Linked DNA regions of Sus scrofa: regions 1, 3, 4 and 5 are each linked to region 2. A link is a contact called in public HiChIP or PLAC-seq and promoter capture Hi-C data. All regions are on one chromosome and are shown on one strand. The core of a region is the stretch at or near the end of the contact, and the rest is flanking DNA. Distances in the headings are between cores, read along the strand shown.

Region 1 (2,700 bases), core at 174-2,673, 220 kb before region 2:
TTGGAGTGCCCTTCGTGGCTCAGCAGTTACCGAACCTGACTAGCATCCATGGGGATGCAGGTTCGAGTCGTGGCCTTGCTCTGTGGGTTAAGGATCTGGTGTTGCCGTGCTGTGGTGTAGATCACAGACAGAGCTCAGATCCCAAGTTGCTGTGGCTGTGGTGCAGGCTGGTGGGTACAGCTCCAGTTTGACCTCTGTAGGCTGGGAACCTCCATTTGCCACAGGTGTGGCCCTGAAATAGCCAAAAAAAACACAAAAAACAAAAACAAAAAAACAATTTGTGTTTTGACCCAGAACTCTGCTGCTTACTTTAGGGATCTCACCAGCATGTTATCCTAAAGTCAGTCAATTAACCTCCCTGAATTTTCCTAATTAGTGAAATGGGAATAAAACTTTTGATACCTCTTAGCACTGAGGAGATTAAATGAAATAATGGATGTGAAAATACTGTATTTTTTTAAACTAGAAATTGATCTATCTATAGTCTATTATCTACCTTTGGTTACAAATTCTGTATAACACTTTAAAAAGAAGTATAATTGACCCAACTTATGATTTATACTAGAAATCACGGTTGGCCGGACAGGTAGCCTCCTTCATAAAAAACAGTTTTCTGGATCCTTCTGCCACAGGGCTGAAATTCATTGCTGCAGTTTCATTTCTTTGAGTTGTGGCATTTTAGGATTTCAGAACTATTAAAATACAAATGTCTTTGTGAAGAGGCCAAACCATACACCCCACCAGCTAATACTTCAAGGAAGTTAAATTTGACAGTGACAGCTTTAAGTTCTCCCGGGACACCAGGAGAACTGAAAGGTGGCTCAGACGCAATGTAATTTCTCAACCATCCCAAATAGCCTTTTGAAATAAACCTGTCCAGAGTCCTTACCTGTTTTTGGCAGTGATGTAGGACAAGATATTTTGATTGAAGAATTTCAGGATCAATGGAATGCAGTTAGCAAATACCAAATGTTGTGATACATATTCAAACTGAATTAAAAGATCAAAGCAGAAAGGATGCTTATTTGGGGGAGAATAGAGGGTCTGTATGAAAAAAAAAAAAGATGCAAGTACAATTCTATTATCCATTCCTGAGAATATTCACTGTCATCTTGTGTTATCAGCCTTCCTGCCTGGGAAATGGGGAGAACCGTCTTCAGCCAGCTCATCCTACACAGAAAGGGACGTGTGTACATCCTACAGTGTGTACATTGCAAGGGCCTGACCTAAAGCATAAAACATAAACAAGCCAGAAAGAAAATCCCACTCCAGATAAATAAGAAGAATTACTGTGAGATTTGTTCCTAAGCTCTACAGGAAAGGAAGGCTCCCCGAGGGAGTTGTCTTCCATACCAAAGCTCTGGCTCATAGTGTTTCAACAGTGATTGATAAAGAAGGAACAGGTGCAGCCTAGTCCTGGCAACCTAGTCCTGGCAACTGCTAGCATCACTCACTCAGGATGGATACATCACACAGTAACCAAATGAACCACTGGTATGCAGGTTCCAGCAAAAGTCTAGTTCACTGTATTAGCTCCATACTTAAGACTATCAGTATTTGAATGAATCAATCAACAAGAGTCCTTCAGTCAACAGATACTGCACTGAGAATAAGGCCAAGATCTCTTTGATGGGCTAAACAGCAGAACATAGGGCTCCATTTTGCTCTCTTGAATCTGGATCAGGTTTGCACCCAGGAAGACCTGCTGGGGCAGTGTCAGGGAGTTGTGTCACCATGATTTACCCATGATACACTGAGGAGCATCAGGTAACAGTTTGTCTTCAGATCCAGAACCTAGACTCCTGGGACAGTACAGAAACTGGACTGAAAAAGCAGAAAGTTACAGTGGTGTAAATTTAAATCCCTTAGCTCTTCCTGATCATTAAGAAATAGGCATGGTAGCAAGCTAAACTGCCCCCTGCCTAGATGTGTGGTTAGAGGTGGGGAGTCATTTTATCTTGCCCATTTCTCTCTTCTGCTCAAATATTTTCCCTGGCAAGTGGTCCAGGGTATTTTCCAAAGCCTCAGATGGAGGAGCCAATACATACCTACTAACAAGTGATGGGAAACATTTTTCAGTTTGAGACATGTCTGTAGCCTTGTCAGGAGTCACTGACACATACTGGCAAGGCCCATCAAGCCATCCATCTGTCCATCTGGTCATCCACACACTGCCCACCAAGAGAAGCAGACAGAAATCCATATCCACAGTTCCCTGTTCTTTCTACTAGGAAATCTATCTCCTCCATCCCTATTCTTTCCAGCCCTGATGCTGCTCAGCGAACACTGGCAGGAGAATTGTGAGTATTCAGGGTTCCCTAACGCACCCAAAGATGTCTCTGAACATACTGAAGTGGAGAAATGCCCTGGTCGTACAGTCAAACCCTCCATGGACGCAGACCCTGCAGGGCCTTCCCTGCACTCTGAGGACCTGCTCTTCTACCAACAAGCCTGGTCCTGACTTCTTGGGAGGAAAATGGGGCAAAGCCTCTGTGCAGGAATGAGAAGCCTCCTTCTCCTCTCCACGTCTCACCACAGAGAACATCCATTCACTGCCCCCATGTTCTCCCATATCTTGGCAACACCCATAGCACCAAGTCCAAACTCAGCATGGCAAACAATGCCTTCATGGGGAAGCAGGTTCTTAACTTTTTTAGCCTTAGTGGATCAAATAAGACCCACCTCATAGGGAGTGGAGAA
Region 2 (2,700 bases), core at 18-2,517:
ACACATCTAGGCACACCTACTCCTTGGTGCTCTTCTTCAAAACTCTGTCTGGAAGAAACTGACAGCTGAGACAGAAAACCCCACTGTGATCGCTTTTCCCAAAAAGAGAAGCATTCCTAACACTTCCTAACACTTTCAGATCATAATGAAAGACCTAATAAAACAATCACCTCTTCATACACAGTACAATAATCTTGGTGGCGACCAACTACTGGGCAGAGAGAACAAACCTCTGAAGAGAAAAGAGTGAAGAGAGTCCATTACCCTTCTACATTCAGAGAGGATGTAAGGAGATCGCAGAATCTGGAATGAAGGGCACAGCATCAGTACTGCTCGATGGAAGTGGTTGGACAAGAACGGCAGAAAGTCATCATCTGCACAGAAACCACACAACTGAGGATCTCAGAGCGAGGTAACTACTCCTTACTCGTTCTTCCAAGAGAGAACCCTTACTGCTGAGTGAACTCTCATAAGCAGTGAGGTTTTTCTACACCATCGGGGTCTTCTCCCCGACAGTCTGGAACATACACACGGAGCATGTCGGGGAGTTCAGCGAGGGCTAAGATTAGGTGGCTCTCCTCTCCCAGCCTACTATTCCAAGTAGTAGGCGAGAGCGCTACCTCCATGTTATTCCCAGCGAAGTACGGCCGTACCCCCTGGAGTCTTCACTCCTCAGCATGGGGCCAGGAAGGGGGCATCTCCGAGAGAGCGGATTTAAGGGCGAAAGGGATCTCTCGGCTTCTACGATGACAAGAGAGGGCGTGGAGGGTGGCGCCGCGCCGCGAGGATCTGCGGTTCCCCCTCCTACCCTCCCTCTCCGACAGAGGCAGCCCGGCCCCAATACCTTCTTGACTGTACGCGGCGCCTCGGTGACGGTGCCGTCGGGGCTGACCAGGGCCTCGCCGCCGTCGCGGTGTCTCTGATGCTGGTGATGAGGGTCGCTCCGCTTCATGGCCGACGCCTGAGGCACTTTCCCAGCGGCGGGGCTGAGAGCCGCGGCGGGCCCCGATCCCGGGCCAGGGGCCGGGGGCCGCTCCGCCGCGGGAGCTGGAGCCTCAGGGTCCCCACCGCCTGCTGGAGGGGCCATGGCGCTCACAGCCGCCGTGCTCAGTCCCAGCTGCGCCTCCGCCTCGGAAGGGCTCAGGTCCTTCAGCTCCACCTCAGGCACCTTCGAGGCAGCCGCTGCCGACACGACCTGCACCGACATCACCGCCTCCACTGCAACCGCCGGCTCAGACTCCAGCTCCAGCTCGGCCCCGCCTCCCGCCTCCCTTCCCCTTCCCTCCCCCATTCCCCCACTCCTCCCCTCCATCGCCTCCGCTCCCACCCACTTCCTCCGCCTGCCCACCCGCCCGCCGGCCCCGGCCTCTCCCTCCCCTCTCTGCCCCGCCCCGCCCCGCCTCGCCCCGCCCCGCCCCGCCCCGCCCCAGACCGCTCCGTCCGGCTTGCCCGCGCGTGTGGTGCCACGGAACCTGTAGTGCGCTTGCTCTGGGCCGAAGGCGGCGAAGAGACGGTGGGACCTCAGCCCCCGACCACCCCTGCGCGCCGCCGGGGGCGGGGCCCGCGAAGCCCCCTGGGGGTTGTAGTCCCGGTCGCCCTTCCTCCGGCAAGCGGGATTCTGTAGCAGAGATGGAGCTTTAGCGCCGGCGACTAAAAGAAAGAAGTGAGGATAGGTGACATGAAGAAGAACATGAGGAAGAGAAGGTCTCCAGAGGAGTTGCGGCTTCCGAGGAGCTAGCTCTAGAAACCCTAAGTTTGGGAAGGTGGAGGAAGATTGACTCTACCCCGACAGTGTAAATTTCTTCCTAGGGTGCACCTCTGCTATCACGTGAGCAGGCATTTAAAGGAAAAGCGGTGGGGAGAGAGCTGGCCTCAGGCTTAATCAAGTGACTTAATTTTTCTGCGTCCGTGAAATTAGGACCTCACACCTTTACTGGCTTTGTTTTTAGAAGGAATAACATGGTCCTGTTTTTAATTGCCTGTTGTGGCAATTTCTGGCACATTCTGGGCTTGGAGTTTAGTATCAGTCTAAAAAAGAAGTTAGGTATCACTAGGTCAAAATTTCAAGACTAAGGAATGAAAACCATTGCCTTAAACAAAGCCAATTCTTTTGCCCTATTAATTCTACTAGGGATATTGTAGAACCCAAGTTTGTATGCCTGTGGCACGGTGAGGCCAAACAAATCGAAACATCAGAGTTTGGAGCAGAGGAAAGTTTATTGCAGCGTGCCAGGAAGAACAGCAGCTGGAGTTCAAAAAACCCTAACTCCCCCATAGTTTTCAGGGAAAAGTTTTTAAGGCAGAATTGGGGTTGAGGGCTCCAGGGTGTGTGATCTTATTCTAATGGGTTGGTGGTGCCATAACCAGGTGATATATCTCTGGGATCTCAGCCTTCTGGTTCCAACCGGCCTATTGCTTGTGGTCAACATGTGGTCACCATTTTCCTCCTGGGTAGGGGTCTTAGTTTTAGTAGAACTCAGACACACATCAGATTGTTATCTATATCCCTTCAGGAGGAACAAGGAGTCCTGTGATGCTATTGTCCTGCTGACATCTTCAGCTTGCTCTTTGGAACTTGGGGAAGGCCTGGGAAACTAAAGCCCTTTGGGTTTTTTGTTAGTTTGTTTTGGTTTTTTTTTTTTTTTTGCCATGCCTGAGGCATGTGGTGGTTAGTTCCTGGGCCAGAGTTCAAAGTGGGCC
Region 3 (2,700 bases), core at 89-2,588, 240 kb before region 2:
ACGACTTAGAGCTTAGACAGAAGTAAGAATGTTGCAGGCTTTCCTGGACATAAAGTGCAAGAACTCCCTGCACAAAAGCTCTCCTCCAAAGCCCTTCCTCAAACTGGGGTTGGAAAGGATAATCATTGTCTAGAGCGGGCACTCCCCGCAGCACCAGGGCTCATTGTCTATTTCCTTAATCCACAGAGAAGAATCCCACAAGTGACAGAAGGCTGGCGGCAGCAGAAGCTAAGTTCCTGGCCAGCTGCTGTTGGCGTTAACTGGTGTTCCGGCATTTTCTGGGTGTGAAAGTTGCTCAAGAGAACCGAGGGACTTCAACCAACCAACTCACAAAAAAACCTTTCAGCCTGATTCAGCGGTTGCTGAGCTCTTCCGCGGCGGGCGCAGACCACCCAGGAAAACCCTCTCCCCCTCATTTTTATCCAAAGTGTTCATTTCACGGGTTGGGCACCACTCAACACAAGGAGATGAAGGCGCTGATCTCGTGGCACGGGCAACAAGTCTTAGTAAAGCGTGCCTCTACCAGACAGACGGTATTAAACTAATTTAACAAGAGCCTCAGAACCTCTGATGCTTAAATAAGACGTGTATTAATTACCATGGTAATGCTTTCTCAGTTGAGCAGGTGAGTGTGGCATGGGTTCCCAATCCTGAAATAGAGAGAGAGACCCCAGTTCTCCGCAAGGCCTGGGGGCTGTGCCCCCGCGCCCATTCCTGCCGCTCACCGGGCTGCCACCACCGCGCTCTCCAGCGAACCGCCGTGGGCCCGGGGCTTCGCCACGTTTCTCGAGTCCGCTCTCACCCTTCCGCCCGAGGAGGTCTAGGCGCTCGCGGGAGCCCAACGCGGTGAGGGGGCAGCCAGCCACCCAGCGGCCGCCACGCGGGGCTGGGACCCCCGCCACAGAGAGGCAGCGGGCTGCGCGACTCAGTGCTTCGTCGCCTCGGGGCCTGGGGCTCCCGGCGGGCGGTCGCGGGAGGGCGGGCTCACAAGCTCTGGGCGGTGCGCGCCGCGGGGGCGGGGCCGCGCGGTGTTTACGTGTTGCCAGGACACCGGGGCCTGGCTCCCAGCCTGCCCCGCGAGCCTGCGCCCGCCTTCCTGAGAGCGGGCTCAGTTCCCTTCTGGTCGCGCCGCGCTGGCTGGGTCATTTCACCTCGCGCGACGGCGACCCAGGCTGCTAGTGCCCAGAACCCCGCTGGCTTTGGGCGAACAAGTGGGCGAAGGCGAGGTCCGGATGGTGCCCCGGGTGAATGAGGCTGGCCTTAGAATAGGAGGATTCGGCTCAGAGTATGAGCTCGGCCCCTCACTGGCTGGCCTTGGAAAAGTTACGGAAGACTCCATGACCTTTTTGGAAAAGGAGATAAAACCTCTGAGAGTCGAAGTGAAAATAACATGGGGAAATGTTTGTAAAAGAGCCTGTAAAAAAAAAAAAATAAATAAATAAATAAAAATAAAAATAAAAGGAGTTCCCATCGTGGCGCAGTGGTTAACGAATCCGACTAGGAACCATGAGGTTGCGGGTTCGGTCCCTGCCCTTGCTCAGTGGGTTAACGATTCGGCGTTGCCGTGAGCTGTGGTGCAGGTTGCAGACGCGGCTCGGATCCCGCGTTGCTGTGGCTCTGGTGTAGGCTGGTGGCTACGGCTCTGAATAGACCCCTAGCCTGGGAATCTCCATATGCCGCAGGAGCGGCCCAAGAAATAGCAAAAAGACAAATAAATAAATAAATGAGCCTGTAATGATACAAACATTCGTAAAAAGGGCCTGAAAAACAAAACCTAGAGTGAGATTAGGCAAGAAAGGACATGGTAGATGCAATTCTGCTTCCAACCCTGAGTTCATCCTGACTCAAGAATGAAGAAGAATACAGTTTGGGAGCAAGGACTCTCATTCGTTTTTACGACTTTTTTTTTTTTTTTGTCTTTTTGCCTTTTCTAGGGTCGCTCCTGCGGCATATAGAGGTTCCCAGGCTAGGGGTCCAATCGGAGCTGTAGCCGCTGGACTATGCCAGAGCCACAGCAATGCCAGATCCGAGCCGCGTCTGTGACCTACACCACAGCTCATGGCAATGCCAGATCCTTAACCCACTGAGCAAGGCCAGGGATTGAACCTGCAACCTCATGGTTCCTATTCAGATTCGTTAACCACTGGGCCACGACGGGAACTCCTGGCTCTTCCCTTTTTATTCAAGTTATTAGGCATCTATCTTGTGTCTGTTAGTTCTAGGCCCTGGAAATTCAGCAAAGTTCTTTTTTGGGGGGAGAGGGTTGTAGAATGGGGGACATGGTGTACATTTAAAATGATAGATGTTAACAGGATGTAATACATTGGATGTATTAAATTGATGTGAGGGCTGCTGGCTTATTTTTTTATTTATTAGAACCACACTTGCGGCAAAGTCCCCTGCCCTCTTCCTGTGCTCTCTCCTCTGTTGGCCCCTCTCTTAATCCCTGGGTGGGGGTGGCTCACACTCCCTGTATACACCTCTTTGGATCTTCACAATTCTCTCAGGTTAACCCCTATTAGGCTCACTCCCAAACCTGTTCCAGCCCTGCTTTTCCTGAGTTTCAAATTGGAGGTTCAGAACCTTACTGCTGTGTTTTAAAATTGAGCTGTCCTGGAGTTCCCTGATGGCTCATCAGGTTAAGGATCCAGCATTGTCACTGCTGTGGCTTGGGCTGCTGCTGTGGTGTGGTTTTGATCC
Region 4 (2,700 bases), core at 87-2,586, 250 kb after region 2:
CTAGGAGGGTCAGCGCCTCCTTTTCTCGGTCACAAGTCAAAAGACGGCCGCTGCCTCTGCCTGACACCATCTTCCTACACACTCTCTGCCCGAATTCCTGCCATGGGCCTTAAGATCCTAGGAGGGTGAACCCTTTTTAAACCTCATTCTCTTACCCGAAAGGATGAGGGGTGCCCGGGGAAGAGGGATCCGAGCGCGCAGAAAGGGGGAATCGGGGCTCGTTCCTCCATGGCCGAAGCCGGGCGCCACGGTGCTACCCATTCTTGGCGATGGCGAGATGAAGGGAGGGAAGCAGCAGAGCTGGCGCCTCTGGCAGTGGTGCCGACTCCGCCGCCCGTGCCTCCGACTCCCCGGACGAAGGCTACTGGTGCGGGGCACCCCACACTGATCAGGATTTAGGGATAAACTTGGAGGCCGCCAGAACGACGGGGCACGCTCTGCCCTAGGCGTCCCCGCGAGCTTGGGCGCCAGGTGGAGCTGGACGCTGACCCCTCCCGCAAGCCCGCCTGGTTCCAGTCCCCCACCTGCCGCCAGCAGGTGCCCCGCGGGCGGGGAGAGGAGAGTGCGGCGGCCAGGACATACCTGTCTGCGGTACGCCCGCGTGGTTGCGCCCGGGAGCACGGGCCAGGCGCTGGGGCCGAGCTTCGCCCTCCTGGAGCTGCGCTTGTCCAACCACCCGCCCGGCACTTCCGCATCACCCGCCCCCGCCCCTGGGCCGCGGCCGCGGAGTCTCCGTGCGCGCGGGCAGCGCCCCGCCCTGCCCCGCGGAGCCGCCCTGGGGTCCCTGCGTAGACCCAGAGACCGAGGAACCGGGCTGAGCTGGCCCCCCTGCAGCCAAGGGCCTCCGGGGAGACGCCCGGCAGCGCGGTGGCCTGGAGCGTCCACTGGGGTCCTTCAACAATCTTGAACCATAAAATAGTCATTCGACAATCCCAGCTCCTTACCCGACCCTGCCACAAGTGCTCTGCGGGGCCCAGGAGCATCCCAGTCAGTCACTCTGGTAGCTCAAGATCCGGACAGATACTGGCCGTCAACCGAGTCATGTACGATCTCGGTGGGCGAACTGGCAGACCGTCCTCAGCCCTGGCTTCCCCCTACCTCCGCTCCCTTCCACGCCTCTTCGGAGGGTGGCCCAGCGCTCAGCCACTGGCATTCAGACCACCCTCTCCTAGACATGCCTGCAGGCCGGCATCCTGTCCCTTTAGAATCCTCAATCTTTGCACCTGCCTGACCCAGTTCCCCTCTCTGGTCGCCTCTGGGGCCTCTCGGGATCAGCGCCTTGGTCGCTTGTCCCACCTCTTCACTTACGGCTGTCTTGACCATCCATCTGCCGTTCTGAAGGTTTTTTTCGGTTCCCTAAGTGGGCCTCGCTCACTGGCCTCAACCTTCACACATCCTGTTCCCTGTCCCCAAGCAGTCTCTGCTTGGGAACTCCTACTTGTCTTCACATTTTGTTTCGGCTTCACCTCCGGAAAGCTCACCTTGACTGCCTTTCTTAGGTCTGGTTTCCGGGCTCTGCAGCCCATCCTTGCTGGTTTTCACTTAGGATTTTAATGTCTGATTCCCCCTAGAATCAGGTCACACATGGGCCATTCCTGTCTTTTCATTTTCTGTTTTCCACGGAAATTTTTTTTTTTTCTTTTTGTCTTTTTGCTATTTCTTGGGCTGTTCCTGCGGCATATGGAGATTCCCAGGCTAGGGGTCTAATCAGAGCTGTAGCTGCCGGCCTACGCCAGAGCCACAGCAATGCGGGATCTGAGCCTCGTCTGCAACCTACACCACAGCTCAGGGCAACACCGGATCCTTAACCCACTTAGCAAGGGCAGGGATCTAACCCTCAACCTCGTGGTTCCTAGTCGGATTCGTTAACCACTGCGCCACAACAGGAACTCCCCATGGTAAATTTTTAAATGAAATATTTTTGCTTTTTTTGGGGGGGGGGAGGCCTCTTCCATGGCATGTGGAGGTTCCTAGGCTAGGGGTCCAATAGGAGCTGTAGCTTCCAGCCTATACCACAGCCACAGCAATGCAGGATCCAAGCTGCATCTTCAACCTACACCACAGCTCATGGCAACGCCGGATCCTTAATCCACTGAGCAAGGCCAGGGATCGAACCTGCAACCTCATGGACCTTAGTCAGGTTCGTTGACCGCTGAGCCACAAAGGGAACTCCATAAAAATATTTTTAAATGAAGGAGATTTACAGGTCAATTGATTAAATTGTAGGTAGAAACTAAAACATGTAAGTTCTAGAGAGTCTTATTTGCCCTTTAAAGTTTAAAGGCTGTATTTTTAACCAGTACAGCCTGTTAGTTAGTTGATGAATCAGAACATTGACCTTCCCCTCCCCTCTCCATCCTCGCAGAAGTACCTAGGCTGGTCTTTCCCGTGATCCGTATCATCACTCACCTGTTGTCTTTTTTCTTCTCTTGCGTCTCTCTCCCGCTCCCCCACTCTTCTTGCAGCCCTAATATAAGAGGGAAATATAATTACATATAAGTATTCTATTATCGGTATCTACTGAATAGTTCACTATTTTATCTTTTTCAGTTGTCAAGTGTGACTGCAGAAAAGATAGGGAGATTGATTTGTATTTCTTTCTTTAAAAATGAAACTGCTATTTCATTGAAAGTGGTTCCTCTCAAAATATGAATCTCTTTTACGGGACGTCAGTTGTGGTTAATAGAAAGTATTCTGTGT
Region 5 (2,700 bases), core at 190-2,689, 190 kb before region 2:
CTTGTCTGTATCAAAATGGAGAGCATACATGAAATCCCTTTGGAACTGAAATACCTTTCAAATGGTAAACCACAGACTGGGATGCCTAAGACCTGGCTTCTAGTCCCAGCTCTGTCCCTTGATGATGAAACTACAGAACCAAGAGCTACTATGTACTAACCAACTACATACACTGTGCCCGCACTGACTAAAATATTTCACATTTAATTATCTCTTTTTGAGTTTATCATAACTTTCTGAGGTAGATAACGTTAACCTCATTGCAGAGATGAAGAAACTGGAGCACAGAGAGGTTTGTAACTTGGCCAAAAGTCACACAGACAATAAATGACAGGGCTGGGATTCAAAACCTCAAAACCTGGTCTGACTGAACCCAAAGCCTGATAATCCTGGCCACTATGCCAGATGTATGATCTTCGACAAGTTACTTCTGTCTCTCACTTCTGGAAAAGAAAGGGCTAACCCAGATGATGTCTACAGATCTTTTTGTGGTCTATTCTCCTGATCCCATGCTCAGATCTAATTCTACTCTTGCCTAGTTGATGGAAACTGGCTGGATGAGGGGGTGGAGGGAGTGATGCTAAATCCTCCTAATTAGGATTTCTTTTAAGAAGAGGGACTATTCACATTCTTATCTGTGGGTTTGTATCCTGGCTGGTCCTCCACTCGCTCCAGCACTCCCCACCTGACTCGTGTATCCTGAACCCCTATGGGGAGGGGTCCTGAAGTTGGTGAAAAGCCAGTCCAAGGTGGGGGGTGGAGGGAAGGGGAAGGATCAGCTCGGGGAACCTAGGGGTGGGAGGGCGGCTGCCCGCACGCTGGTCCCTCTTCACTGCTGCGGAGAGCTCGGGCCTCGCACCGCTCCGGCCAGTCACTTCACCTTTCCGCGCCCGTTCCCTCCTCCGAAAATCGCGATACGAATTGCCGCTTCAGGGGGCTGCAGCGATTAAGTAGGTAAATATTTGAAAGTATCTGGGACGCTGGAGATCGCGCTATGTCTTCGGGCCCCCAGAGGGGAGGCCAGAGGGCTAGAAAGCCCCAGACCCGCGTAGGAGGCGGGCGGAGAGGGGTCAGGACTGCAGAGACCGGAGTCCAGGCGGCGGAGGACTCGGCAGGGGCCCCCTGGGAGGGGCAGCGGGGGGGCGCGCAGGGGAGGAGGCCGGGGCCGAAGCACCTCAGCCGCCGCTTCCCGCACCGGCAGTCTCCCGGCCCCAACCGAAGCTCTCCGGGCTCTCACCTCTGACTCCCGCCGCTGGCTTCTGAACGCCTCCCGGCCCTTAGGCGCCACCGGCTTCCCTTTGCCGCTGCCGTTGCCAACGCCGTTGCCGTTGGCCGGCGGGCTCCCGGCCCCGGGCGCCGCAGGGTCCTCCATGCAGCTCTTGTCAGCGGCTCCCCTCAGCCGCTGGCCGCTCTCTGCCCGGGGCGACCCCGCAGCCGCCGCGCGCCGGGAGCCAGGTCCCGCCCCCTCCACAGCTATTGGTTGAGGCCCCTCTTCGCAGCCCCGCCCCTCAGTTTGATTGGCTGTTACACCGCTCCGTGCGCGACTTGGAGGAGGTGGGGGCTCATTCAAGGGATTTGTTCCCCCCCTTTTTGCCCAGTCCTGCAGCATTGCTGGTGTGGGAGTTTGACACTCCTGGGTCGGCTCTCGGCTCCACCTCCACCTTCCGGGCCTTGAGCCTTAGCTGGTTAACTCCGTTCTCACTCGGTGTTCCTCAGCACTCACCCGCTCCTAAATAGCGACCTTTTCGAGGAGCTCTAGTCTCCGCCTCCAGCTTCACTGCAGTCTCGGTTTCCCCAGCCGCAGACCTCTGCCCCGAAATCCCGGCTCCGGAATACGTCCCAAATCCCGCTTCAATCGAAGGGAAGGGATGGCACCTCCGGGTGGCCAAACACTGCAAGAAACTAGGGACTCTCCCTCTTAGGAAGCTGAGATATCTGAGGAGAACTCATCCCACTCTCCAGTTAGAAGAGAGGGCATGGCTGGAAGACTTGGAGTTGAGGGATGCAGTGGGACGTTTTTTTTTTCACTGAAATTGCTGGTTCCCATCTGGGCTACTCCTGGCCAAACTGCTTTCTCTGCTCTGAACGAGGATACCTTTCTCATGGAGTGAGCTAGGGAGTAAATGTTGATTGGAGAGCAAGCCCCCCCGCCCCTTTCTCCTCAGTCCTTTCCTTCATTCTAAGATCCCTGCTAGGGGCTCAGTATTTCCTGTGGCAAATGAGGCTGTGTGGTTTGCCAACTCTGATATTTACATGAAAAGCAGTTTACAGGAATTCCCTGGTGGCCTAGCGGTTAAAGATCCAACATTGACACTCTTGTGGCCAGGTCCGATCCCTGGCGGGGGAACTTCCACATGCCGCTGGCACAGCCAAAAAAAAAAAAAAAAAGCAACTTATAGTAAACATGGTAAATATGTAGGCAGTCTGTGATCGTAATAAAAGCTCCAAACAAGCAGCCAGATGGGAATGGGTGGAATTGGGGAGACTGTTGAACTGCCACACTGTGCACTGGACACTTTCCAGATATATCATATCTGATAGGTTGTCTTCACTGATCCAATATTACTGATAAGGAAACCAGGACTCTCAGAGATTAATTACTCCTCGCAGTTCCCAAGGATACTATCTGGTGTCAGTGTATTTTTTAGTGGAGGAAACTCTGCTCTGAGTTAACTTCTATTCTTCCCTAAAGATTCTATT

The links. Promoter capture Hi-C pulls out the DNA fragments that hold promoters and counts their contacts. HiChIP or PLAC-seq counts read pairs in DNA pulled down with a chosen protein or histone mark.
Region 1: a contact with region 2 is called in a promoter capture Hi-C map of fetal skeletal muscle, with 5 times the contacts expected there. The contact joins the enhancer-like site here to the promoter of AHCYL2 in region 2. A contact is called at or near these places in 3 of 5 promoter capture datasets (fetal liver, fetal skeletal muscle and liver), 22 of 47 Hi-C or Micro-C datasets (alveolar macrophages, brain, embryonic fibroblasts and 15 more) and 2 of 2 datasets of contacts at active chromatin or transcription factors (alveolar macrophages and skeletal muscle).
Region 3: an H3K27ac HiChIP or PLAC-seq map of skeletal muscle shows a contact between it and region 2, with 4 times the contacts expected there. The contact joins the promoter of SMKR1 here to the promoter of AHCYL2 in region 2. A contact is called at or near these places in 2 of 5 promoter capture datasets (fetal liver and liver), 18 of 47 Hi-C or Micro-C datasets (alveolar macrophages, embryonic fibroblasts, epiblast stem cells and 11 more) and 2 of 2 datasets of contacts at active chromatin or transcription factors (alveolar macrophages and skeletal muscle).
Region 4: a promoter capture Hi-C map of fetal liver shows a contact between it and region 2, with 2.1 times the contacts expected there. The contact joins the promoter of IRF5 here to the promoter of AHCYL2 in region 2. A contact is called at or near these places in 1 of 5 promoter capture datasets (fetal liver) and 1 of 2 datasets of contacts at active chromatin or transcription factors (alveolar macrophages).
Region 5: a contact with region 2 is called in a promoter capture Hi-C map of fetal liver, with 2.6 times the contacts expected there. The contact joins the promoter of STRIP2 here to the promoter of AHCYL2 in region 2. A contact is called at or near these places in 1 of 5 promoter capture datasets (fetal liver), 2 of 47 Hi-C or Micro-C datasets (epiblast stem cells and fetal skeletal muscle) and 1 of 2 datasets of contacts at active chromatin or transcription factors (skeletal muscle).

Annotation. Positions count from the first base shown.
Region 1 is chr18:19,223,543-19,226,242 of Sscrofa11.1, forward strand. STRIP2 (striatin-interacting protein 2) reads right to left here. Exons shown (of 21, transcript XM_003134694.6): 17 at 890-990. Among named protein-coding and RNA genes, the nearest start is that of SMKR1, 25 kb to the left of the region's middle. Within about 2 kb of position 1,424, at least 2 of the 83 cell types and tissues checked have an H3K27ac peak or open chromatin away from gene starts, as enhancers often do. A contact at or near this core is called in fetal skeletal muscle and skeletal muscle, where this site is marked.
Region 2 is chr18:19,440,572-19,443,271 of Sscrofa11.1, forward strand. AHCYL2 (adenosylhomocysteinase 3) reads right to left here and starts at 1,268. Exons shown (of 17, transcript XM_005657758.2): 1 at 845-1,268. The coding sequence starts at 1,207.
Region 3 is chr18:19,198,692-19,201,391 of Sscrofa11.1, forward strand. SMKR1 (small lysine-rich protein 1) reads right to left here and starts at 1,339. Exons shown (of 3, transcript XM_003484024.3): 1 at 1,152-1,339; 2 at 726-1,092. The coding sequence starts at 1,339.
Region 4 is chr18:19,689,818-19,692,517 of Sscrofa11.1, forward strand. It overlaps IRF5 (interferon regulatory factor 5), which reads right to left and starts at 1,337. Exons shown (of 9, transcript XM_021078963.1): 1 at 945-1,337. The region is part of intron 1 of KCP (kielin/chordin-like protein); the gene reads left to right.
Region 5 is chr18:19,254,232-19,256,931 of Sscrofa11.1, forward strand. STRIP2 (striatin-interacting protein 2) reads right to left here and starts at 1,440. Exons shown (of 21, transcript XM_003134694.6): 1 at 1,238-1,440. The coding sequence starts at 1,372.